Regions from separate parts of the Mus musculus genome. Here regions 1 and 2 are each linked to region 3. Evidence: chromatin contacts called from public HiChIP or PLAC-seq data. All regions are on one chromosome and are shown on one strand. The core of a region is the stretch at or near the end of the contact, and the rest is flanking DNA. Distances in the headings are between cores, read along the strand shown. Region 1 holds the start of Tmem43 (transmembrane protein 43). Region 2 holds the start of 4930471M09Rik (RIKEN cDNA 4930471M09 gene). Region 3 holds the start of Iqsec1 (IQ motif and Sec7 domain 1).

Region 1 (4,116 bases), core at 533-3,032, 660 kb before region 3:
AACCCCTCACATGATCAGGCATGTTCCCTGGAAGAGTGGACGAGGATCTTTATACCATCACCTGAGATTCTAGCCTCTCACCTCCTCCTATGTCACACCCCCAGCAGTGTACAGTACTGCTAGAGGATACAGGAGACAGGGGGCTAACAGAAGGGACGGCACACACCTCCATCAGTCACCCAAGATAACCTCTTTGGTTCACCAAGATGGAGTTGGTCTATGGCTATCCTGCTGACATTAATAAAAGCTCAAGTCTTCCCAGGAAAGTAATATAACAATAAATGGACAAAGACATCTGAAGATATCCCATTGTGTCTATGTTTGTTAGTGTGAGAATCCAAGATGGTCTCTGCCTACCAAGACTGTGTGGGCTAGCCTCTAAGAGTAACTTTTTCAAGGATTAAGTACCTCCCATGTACCAGGCTCTGTGCCCAGCAACCTTCCTCAAATTTCAAAGTAACTGATCCCATGAGAGAGTAAACCCAAAGGAGTTAGAGTAGAAGAATCTGGATTTGCCTCCGGGCTTGTCTCCAAAGTCTGCCCTCATCAGCACCTTCCCAGGCTGGGGATGTAGCATGCCAAGCTGGCTACGAGCCCCCAAGCAGGTGTCTTCTTCTGGGGAACGGTGAGATATGACGCTGATGAGATGGATCAGAAGGGGTCTGCCTGCTCTTGCCAGGCTGGCCTGCTGGTTGCCTTCTCCTCTGGCTCCAGTGCAGCATTCCTAACCTTTGGTTCTCTTCCCCTGCCAGGGCCAGACAATATGCCAAACAGATATTGCTTGCACAGTGGGTGAAACAAACTCCGGCCTCCCAGGAGGTGAAGTCTGCCGGACTGAGGAGGGGCCTGGGAAGAGGGTGTAACAGGCCCAAGGAGGGCTGTAGTGACACTCTACCAAGGAGGGAGTAAGGGTGTGCCTGGGGCTGGCAGTGCTCCTGAGATGGCTTCAGAGGCGCTTTCACCAGAGGCACTGGTGACTCACCGGCTTCTCCCACACCCAGTCCCCTAGTAGGTGGTGTTGCTCCGTTTGTTGAATGAATGTTAAGATTCACTAGGAAAATTCTTAAGGACTAGTTGCAGTAGGAAGAGGCCAGAGGTCTGGGTGAACTATCCTCAGCTAGGGGCTCTAACCAAATCAGTGCACCAGGAACCCGGCAGCAGAGAAAAGTCTCCCTCTCCACGTCATCCAGCCAGGCTAGTCCAGCTACAGTAGCATCACACAGCCTTTGAGTACACACCCCCTAGGGAGCGAAGACCAAAGAAGCATTTGCTGGACAGTTCCACCTGGGCAGGATCACCTCATCAGTCTGCTCACCAATAGACACTTTCCCCGTGGTCCTTCAGTTCCCCAAGTTCCCCAAGTTTCGTATCCCCAGGGGCCCAGAGAGAAACTAGGAGTGGAAGAAGCAGCCGTGCACGAGCGGACTCGACTAATTGCTGAGGCCCACAAACGCGCAGCCCGAGATGGAGAAGCTCAGAGAGCTGAGGGCAGCTGCACCCACTGGGGTAGCACCCCTGTAAGACCCAGCGCGGATCCAGGGAAAAAGCGGCCCGGATGATGGTGTCACCCGGGCATCAGGAAGCACTTACGTTCGCTGCCATGGTGGGCTTGGTTCGCTGCCGCCGTCTTGCTCTATTCCGCTAGGAATTGGGCTGACGACCGGAACGCAGAATACGGTGACCTCCTGTCTGCCACAGAGCTGCAAGACTTCTCGTGGAATCCAGGACCTGGCGGGACGCAGGACAAAAGTTACCGCCCTGCCTAAGCCTCAAGTTGTCTGCGCGTGCGCATCTTAAGGGCTGCTGGGAAATGTAGTCCGACGTCTGACACGTTCGCCACAAAATTACAAACCACTGTATTTCACTGGTGCGCGTGCGCGCTGCAAGATTTCTGGGAAATGTAGTATCGGTCTAGTTGGAGAGGCGCAAGGGCTGCTGGTCAGTGTAGTTTTCGACTGAGAAGCGGTTCTGGTGCTTAGGACGCGCGGAGGCAGGCGCGCGGCGGGCAGGCCTGGAGGGGGCGGGTCTGTGCGGGCCTCAGTGCCACCCGCCAGGCCTGAGAAGCGGCGAGGGAGGTCACGGCGAGAAGGTGTATCCGCTCCAGCCGCGCCCGCTGCCTCTGCGAGCTGCAGAGGACTGTCGGGAACAACCATGTCCTACTGCCGGCAGGAAGGTGAGTCGGGCGCTGCCATGGAGACCGGCCGGGACGGGCCTGCGAGAGACACGCGATCAAGTGGTCTCCACCGAGCGGCTGTGGGCCCTTTAGTGGGCCTCACGCGGCGGTTTCCAGACGAGAGAGGCAGAGGCTCCGTGAGGAACGAGGCCGGTCCAAGGTCAAGGTGAAGCCCGAACCCGGGCCTCGGAGGGCCTCACGTGGGCCTGGCCAGTGTGGAGCACGTTGTCTCTGGCTGGGAATCGGGGACTGTTAGGAATTAGACACCGTCGCTCCTAGCACTCCCCACGTGGTTCTATCCCGCCCAGGCTTTTTAGCTATCCCGAAAAATTACCGCTTGGGCTAGAGTGGGCGTGCTGAAGTGCATCTGGCAGGAGCATTTAGTGAGCGCCTTCTGTGTACTAGGCACGCTTTTAAACTTAACGTAGCCATTTTTATATGTCGGGTTCCCTTACTGTCCACGTCTTATCAAACGGAAAATTAAGACAGGTTACTCGATCCAGGAACCCACATCAGGTCACGAAACCGGGACCCGCTATGAAAGAGCTTCCTTTCTTCCGTCATTTCTAGCCACGTTGAGGACCACTCACTACCTGTTGTTACCTGTAAGCAGCAACCCAGAAGAATCCAGACCAATCTGTTGCTCTAAGGTCTCCCAGCACTGACTGGCTTCTTATGTCTGAGCTGCCAAACCCGCCAGGCCCTAGTTTCCACTCCTGTAAATTGAGAGATCAGGCGTCATTTACTCTGGTATTCACGAAGCACGTGCCCAAGGCAGGAAAGAGTTGGAGGGCTCTTGAGAATACAAAGCTACAGAGAGACTTGGTTCACCCAGAATTCTCAGCTCCTTTACTCTTAAGTCTAGAGAACATGAGGTACAAAGGAGGAAGTGATCCACCCAAGGCCATACATCCAGTTAGAAGGCCCCAGTCCGCTGTAGAACCCCCTCCTTCCCAGCATCATCATTGGTGCCTCTCCCGAGGACTGTTTCTGTTGGTTAGCACTTGGTGTTCCGCATACGAAAGTCCTTGACCCAGCACTGTTAGGCGGATTCCTAGGATGACTTTTGTTTCCTCCAACCTAGTTGGTAGGTTGATGACGAGTCTTTGAGTTAAGGAGGCTATGCAGATAAACATTTCTACCCCTCTTGATGGATTTACAGACCTCGGGTTTTTCAGGAAGGAGGATGGGTCCATCAGCTGCTAATGCAACATAGAGCCCGTCTTCTTCCTGGTTCAAAAGGTGTGTGTGTATGTGTTTAGTGGTTCTCCGTTTTTGAGACAGTCTCAGTATGTGCCCCTAACTCAAATTCTTCTCTTCGTCCCAAATTCTGGAATTAAAAACACATGCCGCTACCTACAGTCTCTGTGAGTTCAAGGCCAGTGTAAAATAAATTGCATGTTCCAGGCCTGCCAGAGCTACATAGTGAGATCCTGTCCAAAAACAAACCAAAAAATAGTATGTAAGGACTTAGGAGACCATGCGGTGTTATTCTTCCAGTCTCATGTTCTTCCTCCTGCTCCTCAGCTCTTCTGGCTGTGCCCTTTGTCAGGTGCTTTCTTCCTCCAGCTCTCTGAATTGCTAACTTATCCTTTAAGAACCAGCCCAAAGCCGGGCGTGGTGGCACATGCCTTTAATCCCTCACTTGGAAAGCAGAGGTGTGTGGAGTCCTCTGAGTTCTAGGACAGCCAGAGCTATTTTACAGGGAAAACCCTGTCTCAGGAAAAAAAAAAAAAAAAAAAAAAAAAAAAAAAAAAAAAAAAACAAGAGAAATGGGCAGGAGACATGGCTCAGTGGTTAAAAGCACTGACTGCTCTTCCAAAGGTCCTGAGTTCAATTCCCAGCAACCGCATGGTGGCTCACAACCATCTATAATAGAATCTGATGCCCTCTTCTGGTGTGTCTGAAGACAGCTACAATGTACTCATATAAATAAATAAATC
Region 2 (3,981 bases), core at 994-3,493, 630 kb before region 3:
GGTCATACCAGGACCCCATGGCTAGAACCAACAGCTGCAGTATCTCACAGTGATCAAGAGATGGGTGTTTGAAGCTGATGCCCCACTGATGGTGGCTGGGTGAGGCTGGAAGGGGCTGAGGAATGGAGTGGAGCTGAGAATGGCTTCATGCAGGTGATGATCTCTGATGAGCAGAATCTATAGGGCCCATGTTTTACCTTCCAGGACCTGGTGCTGAGCAGGGAATGAATAAATGAACACAAACTGGGTGAATGAACTGTGAACACACATCTCCTCAGCAGAATGGAGGGGCCCCCACCCAGTCTGAGGCATAGAAACCGAGCCACACAGGGGAAATGTACAGACTCCTCCTAAGAGTCTCTGTAACTTTTATGCTCACACTTGCCTACACTTGTGTTGGGGGAGAAGTGAGGTGGTATGTGTGACTGTGGATTCGACTACAGGGCCTGGCTTATGGGAGGCAAAGCTCTACCACTGGGCTGTATCATTAGCTCTTGAGGGTTTGGGTTTTGTTTGTTTTGAGAAAGCGTCTCACTCTAGCCCAGGCTACATGAAAACTTGTGTCCTTTCTGTCTGTCGGTTCCCAGGGCCTCCTGATGGTCTGCATCACTGACCCCCAGGCTGTGAGGATTGAGAGATGCCCAGGAACTTTAGAAACACACATACCTGACTGTGTCCGATATAATGGTATTTTCCAGGGGTGTCCATTCACATCTCGACATCGTGATTGACAGTATGTACAGATGTGTTGGATAATACTCATAGCTCCTGTTATGCCTGTGGGCCCTGAGTTACAGGCTATATACAACTACTTAGGGTGATATTTCACATGGTGATTGTCAAATGGCAGAACTAGTAAAAGTAGGCCTACTTGTTAAAGTAAGTGACTTGTATGGGTATGTTTTGATCATGGTCCCTTCCTTCTCTCTGCTTTCTGTCCACCTTAAGACAAGTCACTCTGCTCACCAGCCACCACGATGGTTTGCCTCATCACAGGACCAGCCATAAGGGAGCTGGAGCCCTTGGACAGAAACCTGAAGCATGAGTCCAGGTGTGATTGTGGGGATTTTGGGAAGAGGGATAGTGGATGTACATCCAGAGGCAGTGAGGTCCCAGATGCCTCCTCTGTAGTGAGGGGGTCAAGCAGAAGAGCTCTCGAACCTGACAGATTTGTGAGCTGTCCTTGCTCAGCAGTCATGAGCACATCTCTGTGCCAAGAACTGAAGGGATAGCTGGAGCCCTCAGGCCACAGGGACTCAGGACACATGTGACTCCTGACAGTTGACCACTAACGTGGTCTGGCAGCCGCATCATTCCCCAGAAAATGAGTGTAGACAAACATCATCCAAACAGTAGTTTAATGTCCCAGGACCTTCCTGACCCTTTCAGCTGCTTCCTGAGATGAACAGGAATCACAGGGTAGAGGAGACACAGCACACTTCACGGGATACCAAAGACAGAGGAGAGAGGTGTGGATAGTCAACCCATGTGAACTCAAGTTGGTCTGGTGTCCCCTGGGTCTGCTCCCTCCCATGCAAGACAGGGAGCCTATGCGTGTGAAGGAGAAACAGCTGCGGCAGCGGGCGATCGCGGCGATCAGGGAGGCACATTCCCGCAGTGACTGACAGTTTTCTGTTTAGCACAGTCCCTGCGCACTGTAAGAAAGCGGAAGAGATGAGGGATCTGAGGATAGCCTCGGGATTAGTAACAAGCAGCAACCACTAGACCTGGCAGTGGATATGTGAACCCCATCACGTGCTACTGATAAGGAAACTAAACAACACCTGGAGTCAAGCCTCCCGCATCAGGAGGAAGACGAACTCGGGGGTGGGGGTGGGGTGCGGCGGGGAGGAGGCTATTTCTGAAGCCTATGAGAGCTGTTTCTGCCATGGCAGAAATATGCCTGCTCGCTTTCCCTTTCCATTTGATACTTAGTACCATGATGTTCCTTGGAAGTTATTTTTCACACATGTTCATCTATTGGGCAGTGTTCCTTTTCCAGATCTCAGGCAGAAGTCAGTGAAACATCTCAGCGTAAAGAGCCGCGGGAGCAGTCAGCACCGAAGGAGGAAGGGTCGGAAGACGGTTCTCAGGGACCAAGGCAAGGAAAGCGGCTCAAACTGATGACGCTACTGGCCAGCGCCTCAGGATGACGTCATGTAACCGCGCCGTCGCCGCTACTGCACTGGAGGCTCCGCCCAGCTTCTCCATTGCTAGCGCTTCAGTCTAGCAGGAAGGTCCCGTGCAGCTACCTTGGCATTCTAGCTGTCGGTTCATATTCGGGTGGAACTGGCCGTTTGAACACTCTTGAGAACTGTATTCTCATATCCGTAGCCCATCACTTGACTTCTAGGTATTCATTTTTTGAGTCTTTGTATATTCTAGACATTAACCCTGTCCTGTTCAGCTAGCAAGGTACTGCACGGTCCAAACTCGCCCTCCCGGGCGACCAGCTCATAATGACCTCCCGCCCTCAGTCTTATCGCTCATTTTTTTGTGGGGTGAGTGAGCAGGCCCCGTAGCACTAACTCCTGGAACCAGAGTATGTGGAACCACATGAGAGTGAGCTCGAAAACTGTAAAACAGTTGGTTTTACATCTATGATACATCTTTTAGTATGTTTAAGAGCTAATCCCATCCATTTGTAATTTTGATTGTAAACTTTGGATAAGATTTTTTCCAGAAGAAACACTGACATTTGCTTTGTGATTGAGTGAGTGTTCGCTGAGAGAACAGGTATTCAGCACGAACTCCTTTTTTTTTTTTAATCAAACATTTAATATCCTTTAAAATTCTTCAAGATATATCAACAGCCTATTTTATGTATAAAGATAAAGGAGGAAAGCAATGTATGTAATTAATGTGAAATTAAGACAACTTTCCTGAATATATATATACTATCTCAAATCAATAATAAAGATGAGTACTGCTTTTTTGCCTGTTAAGGAAAGTCATCTTATTGAAAAAACAAACAGCTGAAACGAAGTTTTCTCATGACACAAATGGACTAATTATACAGGTCTCAAAAATGTTTTAAAAAGTACCCTAAGAAGAAAATTTTCTCATTGGACTACACAGAAGCCATCATCTGTGGTGGGGGTGTATATGGAGGGATGTGTGGCAGCTGTTAGGGCTGGCAGCCTCTCCTGAAAACATCTAGAGATTTAATCTGACTCCTTTCATAACTTGCCCAGGACTGTGCCACGCCTGAAGGAATATAAACTCCTGTACAGCACTTGTTAAGTCATGGACTCAGTGTGGGTGTCCATCATTGGATGAATGGCAAAACAGCACAAACACACAGACCTAACTCCCCAGGGCACACACCCAACCATTCTCTCAGTCTGATTCTAGTATCCTGTCCCTCATATCTATTCTCTAAGACTGATCCCTAGTTTAAGTCAATTGAGGTCTGTTTTATGGTAGTGGTGCCTCTCCTATCTGGTGAGACTCCTGGTACCTCCCGTGAGTTTGCAGTAGACTCAAAGGTCCTCTCCCTATGCATGACAGGAGCCCCCCACCCCATCCATCCTCACATGCAGATTTGGTTTATAGGTGTTATTGGTTGTGTTTCCCATGATTTCCAAATTGTGAATTGTGCAGCTTCCAAACTGCAAGTCAGATCTAAATGTGAACTTAAAAGAAGTCAAAAATAAATTTGGAAAAAGGGGCTGGGTGTGGAGGTCAGTGGTGTAGTGTTTGTCTAGTGCATAGCGAAGCCCTGGATTCTATTCCTGAAAATAAAAGGGACAAAGAAGGAACTGGGGAGGAAGAAATGGAACCAAGTCACCAACCTTGTGGTCTGCAGCAAAAACAAGGTCCACATGTAGATTTGTAACACTAGCTGTGTACCCCGGAAAGAAGAAAGATCTGGTGCCAGTAATTTAAACTTCCTCCTGAGAATATTAGAAATCAAACAGTAAAGTAATAGAAAGAAACCGAGGAAAATCATTTAAAAACTGGAAACAGAATTTCAACAGC
Region 3 (4,474 bases), core at 1,165-3,664:
CTTTGCATTTTACTTACTGAAAATGTAAAGCTTCAGAAAAAGAAAAATATAGTGCTGGGGTGTGAAGTGTCTGTGTTTGGGAGACTGGTACAGGTAAAAGGGTACAGACCCTAGAGCTCCACAGTTAGTCCTGTGTCCGCCTAAAAGGGGGATGGGCTGCTGTCCCCGTGAAGAATGCCCAGTGCTGAGATGCATGGCTGCCTGCCTGGAAAGACTGAGACTGGCATATCTCCTTGTCATGTGCCAGCAGCCTTCTCTCCCTCTTCCCAAATGTTGTTATGCTCCTGCCTAGGGGACAGATGGCCACAGGTTGGAAGACAGAGACACTCTGCCTGAATATCCCTATCAGCCTGCAGGTTGGAATTTTCCAGTCTATGAGGCAAAGTCCTAGATAGGAAATTTCTGGAACCAGCCCTGGAGGCGTTTGCTTCTCCTAGACTGTAGGGATGAGATGGGGACATGGGTCCAGAAACTGGCTATGAAATGCTCTATGTCAGCCTCAGCCTGAACATGTAGATTGTTGGGTGGTCCTGTCTTACAATTCTACCCAGGGGCAGGCAGTCATGCAAGGCTGACTACCACTCACTCACACCTCAGGCATCTGGTCACAGTTGAAGTGGACAGGTGCAGTCTGCCACACCATTTCTGTGACTCTGAAACCTTGTGTGTTCACATCTTCAAAGTTGAACCAAGCAGTCTGACTCTCACTTGGTGATAGCATGCTCCTGTACTTTCTGTTGCTTCCTGAAACTCAGGAACTTCTGGGGTCTCAAGTTAAGAGACCAGCTGGAATGTCAACATTATGGAGTTTCCTTTATCTGACTGGTGCCAGGCAAAGAACATCAGGTGTGAGAACAACTGTGTGCTGCACTCAATGCTTTGTCAAAGCCTGAAAGCTTTGGCAGCTGTTTTTGAGTGTGGAGGTCTTTATCACTCACTCTTCTTTAAAATACAGCAGGATCAAGATGTGTGTGCCTCTCTGGAAGAGCAGCCAGAAAAGAGACAGGCATACAATGGATGTCATGGGTCCAAAAGGAGGACAAGAAGCAGCCCAGGATGGGGCCTTTAGAGCAGAGTGCACACAGGGTGGACAGTTCTCAATCACAGCTTCAGTTTACTCGTCTGTGATATGAGAGTGGGAAAAGCAGCTCCTCTTTAAGAAGTTTGAAAGCACAAGCACACAGGTGGGGGTGTTAGTACCCACACCCCCCCAGGGTGCCTTTATGAGCAGCTGTGGTTAATGACACACATTTCTGGAAGGACCTCTTCTGATGCTGTGGTGGTATCCTGATCTTGATAAAATACAGAGCAACTCAATCAAGGAGAGAGAGTGGACCAGTTTACCATGTGCTAAGCCTACATAAATCTGAATTATTCCTATGACAGCATTCTTCTGGGGAGGGGGGCTCTCATGGAAAGACTGGCCATTCCTAGAGCCCCCTGTATTTTGGCTACCCAGCTGCTTCAGCAGTTTCTACGCTGCATACAAGGACACTTCGCCAGATGAATGAGTTCCTCCTCATCTGGCCTCTGTCCCTCTTTGCTGTGTAACCTTCCATAAGTTTTTCATTGCCTCTGAGATCCATTTTCTCTGTAATAAAAGAACAGAACTCAAGAGTGAAGCCTCCCTCTTCCCCCAACTTCAGTGGGTCTGAGAAGCTAAAAGAATGGAACAAAGAAAATAGCCTGGCAACTGCCACCCTCATCCAGAGGGTTCACACTCTCACTACCTTCCCTGGAGGCAGCTTTGCAAGTGAAGACTCAGGCCAAAGTGCTGGCTGGGCCACCCTGTGTCTGTTAGTCCTAAATGAATGAGGACCCCCTCCACCTACCCCACCCCCCCACCCTCGTGCCTCCTCAGGATTTGATGTGTGCATAACAAGCTATGTCAGTTACTGTATGTGGTCAGCCCTCCTGAACCAGTTACACAACTGTCATGATCCCATTTTACAGTATCACATCTGAAATTCCCAGGAGACACTCTGCTTGCTGAAGTCTCATGGCCCCTAACTCCAGGACACAAGATCTCCTGAGTTCTTAGTTTAGTGGCTCCTATGTTTCCATGCCAGGGACGGGAAAGCTGCCCTGGAAAGCAATGCCATCATTACATTCTTCGGGCTGCGAGTGCATTTTAGCAACAGATTTCCAGGTTTCCAGTGAGGGCCAGAAGGAGCCACCTCATTGGTCTCAGCGCCAGGGCTCTTGGTTTTGCAGCCGCACCCACAGGGCGGCCCTGTTTGATGCTGCAGTTGCCATGGCAACGAGCACTTTGGCGATTGGTCCAGCGAGGCCGCACTACGTTGCTCCTGGAAGGAGGGGGCGCTCCTGCACTCCTGTCCCTCCTCCGGATGCTGCGAGAGCAAACCGGCACAGACACCCCCCTCCTCCAGCCCTCCCCTCCTCATCCCAGCGCACTGCCACCCCGGATGTGCGGGAGGGAAAATTCCCAAGGAAGTCCCAGGTAGCAGCGAGGCAGACGCCCCCGCCCAACCTGGCGACCATGGTGACTCGACGTCTTCCCAGGCTTCTGGGCACAGTGTAAACCCTGCGTAGGAGGACCTGTTTGGAGCCCCCTGCCACATTACATCCAGCATATCTAGATGAACCTGCCAGTCCTGGGAAAGTGACTGCCCTTGGCTTTCATTTTCTTCCTTTCCACCTCGCTTGAGCATCCTGTTCCTCCTCTGAACCACCTTGAGCCTCCTCAGCCCAGGCAGGAGAGAGAAGGAAATCAGACTTGGGCAGGATGGCTTGCCGAAGACGCTATTTGTGAGTATGCAAGACAAGTTTATCCTAAAGCCTGAGGCAGAAAGGACCACTACTCATGTTGAAGTGAGGGGCTTGGTGGAGGTGGGGTGGCTGCTCTGCAGGTGGCGTCCAGGGGGAGCAAGCTTTCGTCCAATGTTTGTACCCCTGCGGCAAAGGCAGTGTTGTTGATGATGAGGGGGAAAAGAATCTTAGTCAGCAAGTCTTCCTTGAGCTGTGAAAGTCCCCTACTGAAGCAGGCACCCTCCTCCTAATCCACATCCACAAATGAGGGTCCCAGACTCATGGCCGTGGTCTAGGCTTTTGTCAGTGCCCTTGACAGACCTATTTAGGGAAAGCTTTGATACTCAGCAAGCCCATGGCTTGCACCCAAGCCAGGTGGAAGGCCAGCAGCAGGCTGAGATAGTGGCAGGAGATGGCCTTCTCCATAGACAGGTGAAGGTGGCAGCAGTGTCCAGCTGTCAAGCACAGGTGTAATGTGCCGGTACTGAGCACCCGTCTGCTGGGCCTGATGCCAGCAGCGGAGGTGGTGAAAGTCGGGCTTAGGGTGGTGACATCACGGGACTGGGTATTTATGGAAGCAAAGCTGTGCTTAGTGAAGCCAGGCTTCCCAGGGGGCAGTGGGATTCAAATGCCAGCTTCCTTCTAGGCTCTCTGGGGGCTCTGCTGGTGCTGTTCTGGGAAGAGAAACCTTTGCCCTATGTGGGCACTCTAGGCCCTGGGGACTGAATGAGACTTGGGTCTGGTCTCAGTCTGCCCTAGTACTACCTGCTCAGTGCTTGGAAGCTGATAGAGACAGTTTGGTAATCTTGGACCTTTCAAGGTTTAAAAGCAAGGCATGACGTTCTTGAATTGGGATCAGCCACCAGGACTAGGAGAGGAGGCTTGCAACAGTTTTTAGGAGGTCATCTGGGAAATTCAAACTCTCTTCAGACTGGCTTTGAACTCCAAGAGGCCCCCAAGCCCCATCAAGGGCCCTCTGAGCCCTCCTTAGGCCTTGCCTCCTCCCCTCCTGAGAGGGGCGGATCCCATGCTAATGAGCCTGAAGGAAAGTAAACCTTGCCTGTAGCTGCATAATCAGGCTGGGCCCCTGCAGGAGGCTCTGGAAAAGCTTGTGAGTTCTTTGGTGTTTGAGGGGACCACACAGGGTCCTTGCTCTCCGTGGCAAGACCAGAAATAGTAGCGCTCTTCCTAGCATGGAACTTCATCTCACCTTCTCACCTTCGGGGAAGGTACTTTCCTGGCAGCAGCCTCCTTCCTCCTGCCACTCCTTCAATGGCACAGGAGCCTTTAGTGTCAAAAAAAAAAACTGACAACTTGCAGAGGCCACTGCAAGTTGCTGTGGAGGGAAGATGTCATTAGCATGAAATGTGACAGTTCTCACAGAGAGCAGCTGGCCCCTGGGCCTGTTTCCAAAGCTAGGGAACACCTTCTGAAAGATTTTGCCTGGACAGGAATGAAGACAACCCCTGCCCCCATTTTAAAATGGGGAAACGGAGACTGGACAAATCACCTCTGAAAACCTGGTGTGCACTGGCCTAGATGTTGGACTTTTCATGGAAAACATCTTGCCAGGAGCGCTGCTTAGAGTCCTTTATGCTTCCAAGGTTCATTCAACCTGTCGAGGGCCAGAGGCTTACATCTGAACACAGCCTTAGGCAGCCCTGTTGGCAGCACCTATATGGTCCCCCCACCTCCTTTCCTTGAA

What was found. HiChIP or PLAC-seq counts read pairs in DNA pulled down with a chosen protein or histone mark.
Region 1: a contact with region 3 is called in an H3K4me3 HiChIP or PLAC-seq map of embryonic forebrain, with 2.7 times the contacts expected there. The contact joins the promoter of Tmem43 here to the promoter of Iqsec1 in region 3.
Region 2: an H3K27ac HiChIP or PLAC-seq map of embryonic stem cells shows a contact between it and region 3, with 3 times the contacts expected there. The contact joins the promoter of 4930471M09Rik here to the promoter of Iqsec1 in region 3. A contact is called at or near these places in 1 of 484 Hi-C or Micro-C datasets (stem cell-derived neural stem cells) and 5 of 115 datasets of contacts at active chromatin or transcription factors (embryonic basal ganglia, embryonic hindbrain, embryonic limb bud and 2 more).

Annotation. Positions count from the first base shown.
Region 1 is chr6:91,471,373-91,475,488 of GRCm38.p6, reverse strand. It overlaps Tmem43 (transmembrane protein 43), which reads right to left and starts at 1,782. Exons shown (of 12, transcript NM_028766.3): 1 at 1,591-1,782. The coding sequence starts at 1,602. It overlaps Chchd4 (coiled-coil-helix-coiled-coil-helix domain containing 4), which reads left to right and starts at 2,066. Exons shown (of 3, transcript NM_133928.2): 1 at 2,066-2,173. The coding sequence starts at 2,152.
Region 2 is chr6:91,439,116-91,443,096 of GRCm38.p6, reverse strand. It overlaps 4930471M09Rik (RIKEN cDNA 4930471M09 gene), which reads left to right and starts at 2,243. Exons shown (of 3, transcript NR_045980.1): 1 at 2,243-2,736. It overlaps 1810044D09Rik (RIKEN cDNA 1810044D09 gene), which reads right to left and starts at 2,110. Exons shown (of 2, transcript NR_038153.1): 1 at 1,939-2,110; 2 at 1,342-1,655.
Region 3 is chr6:90,808,063-90,812,536 of GRCm38.p6, reverse strand. Iqsec1 (IQ motif and Sec7 domain 1) reads left to right here and starts at 2,414. Exons shown (of 14, transcript NM_001134384.1): 1 at 2,414-2,769. The coding sequence starts at 2,747.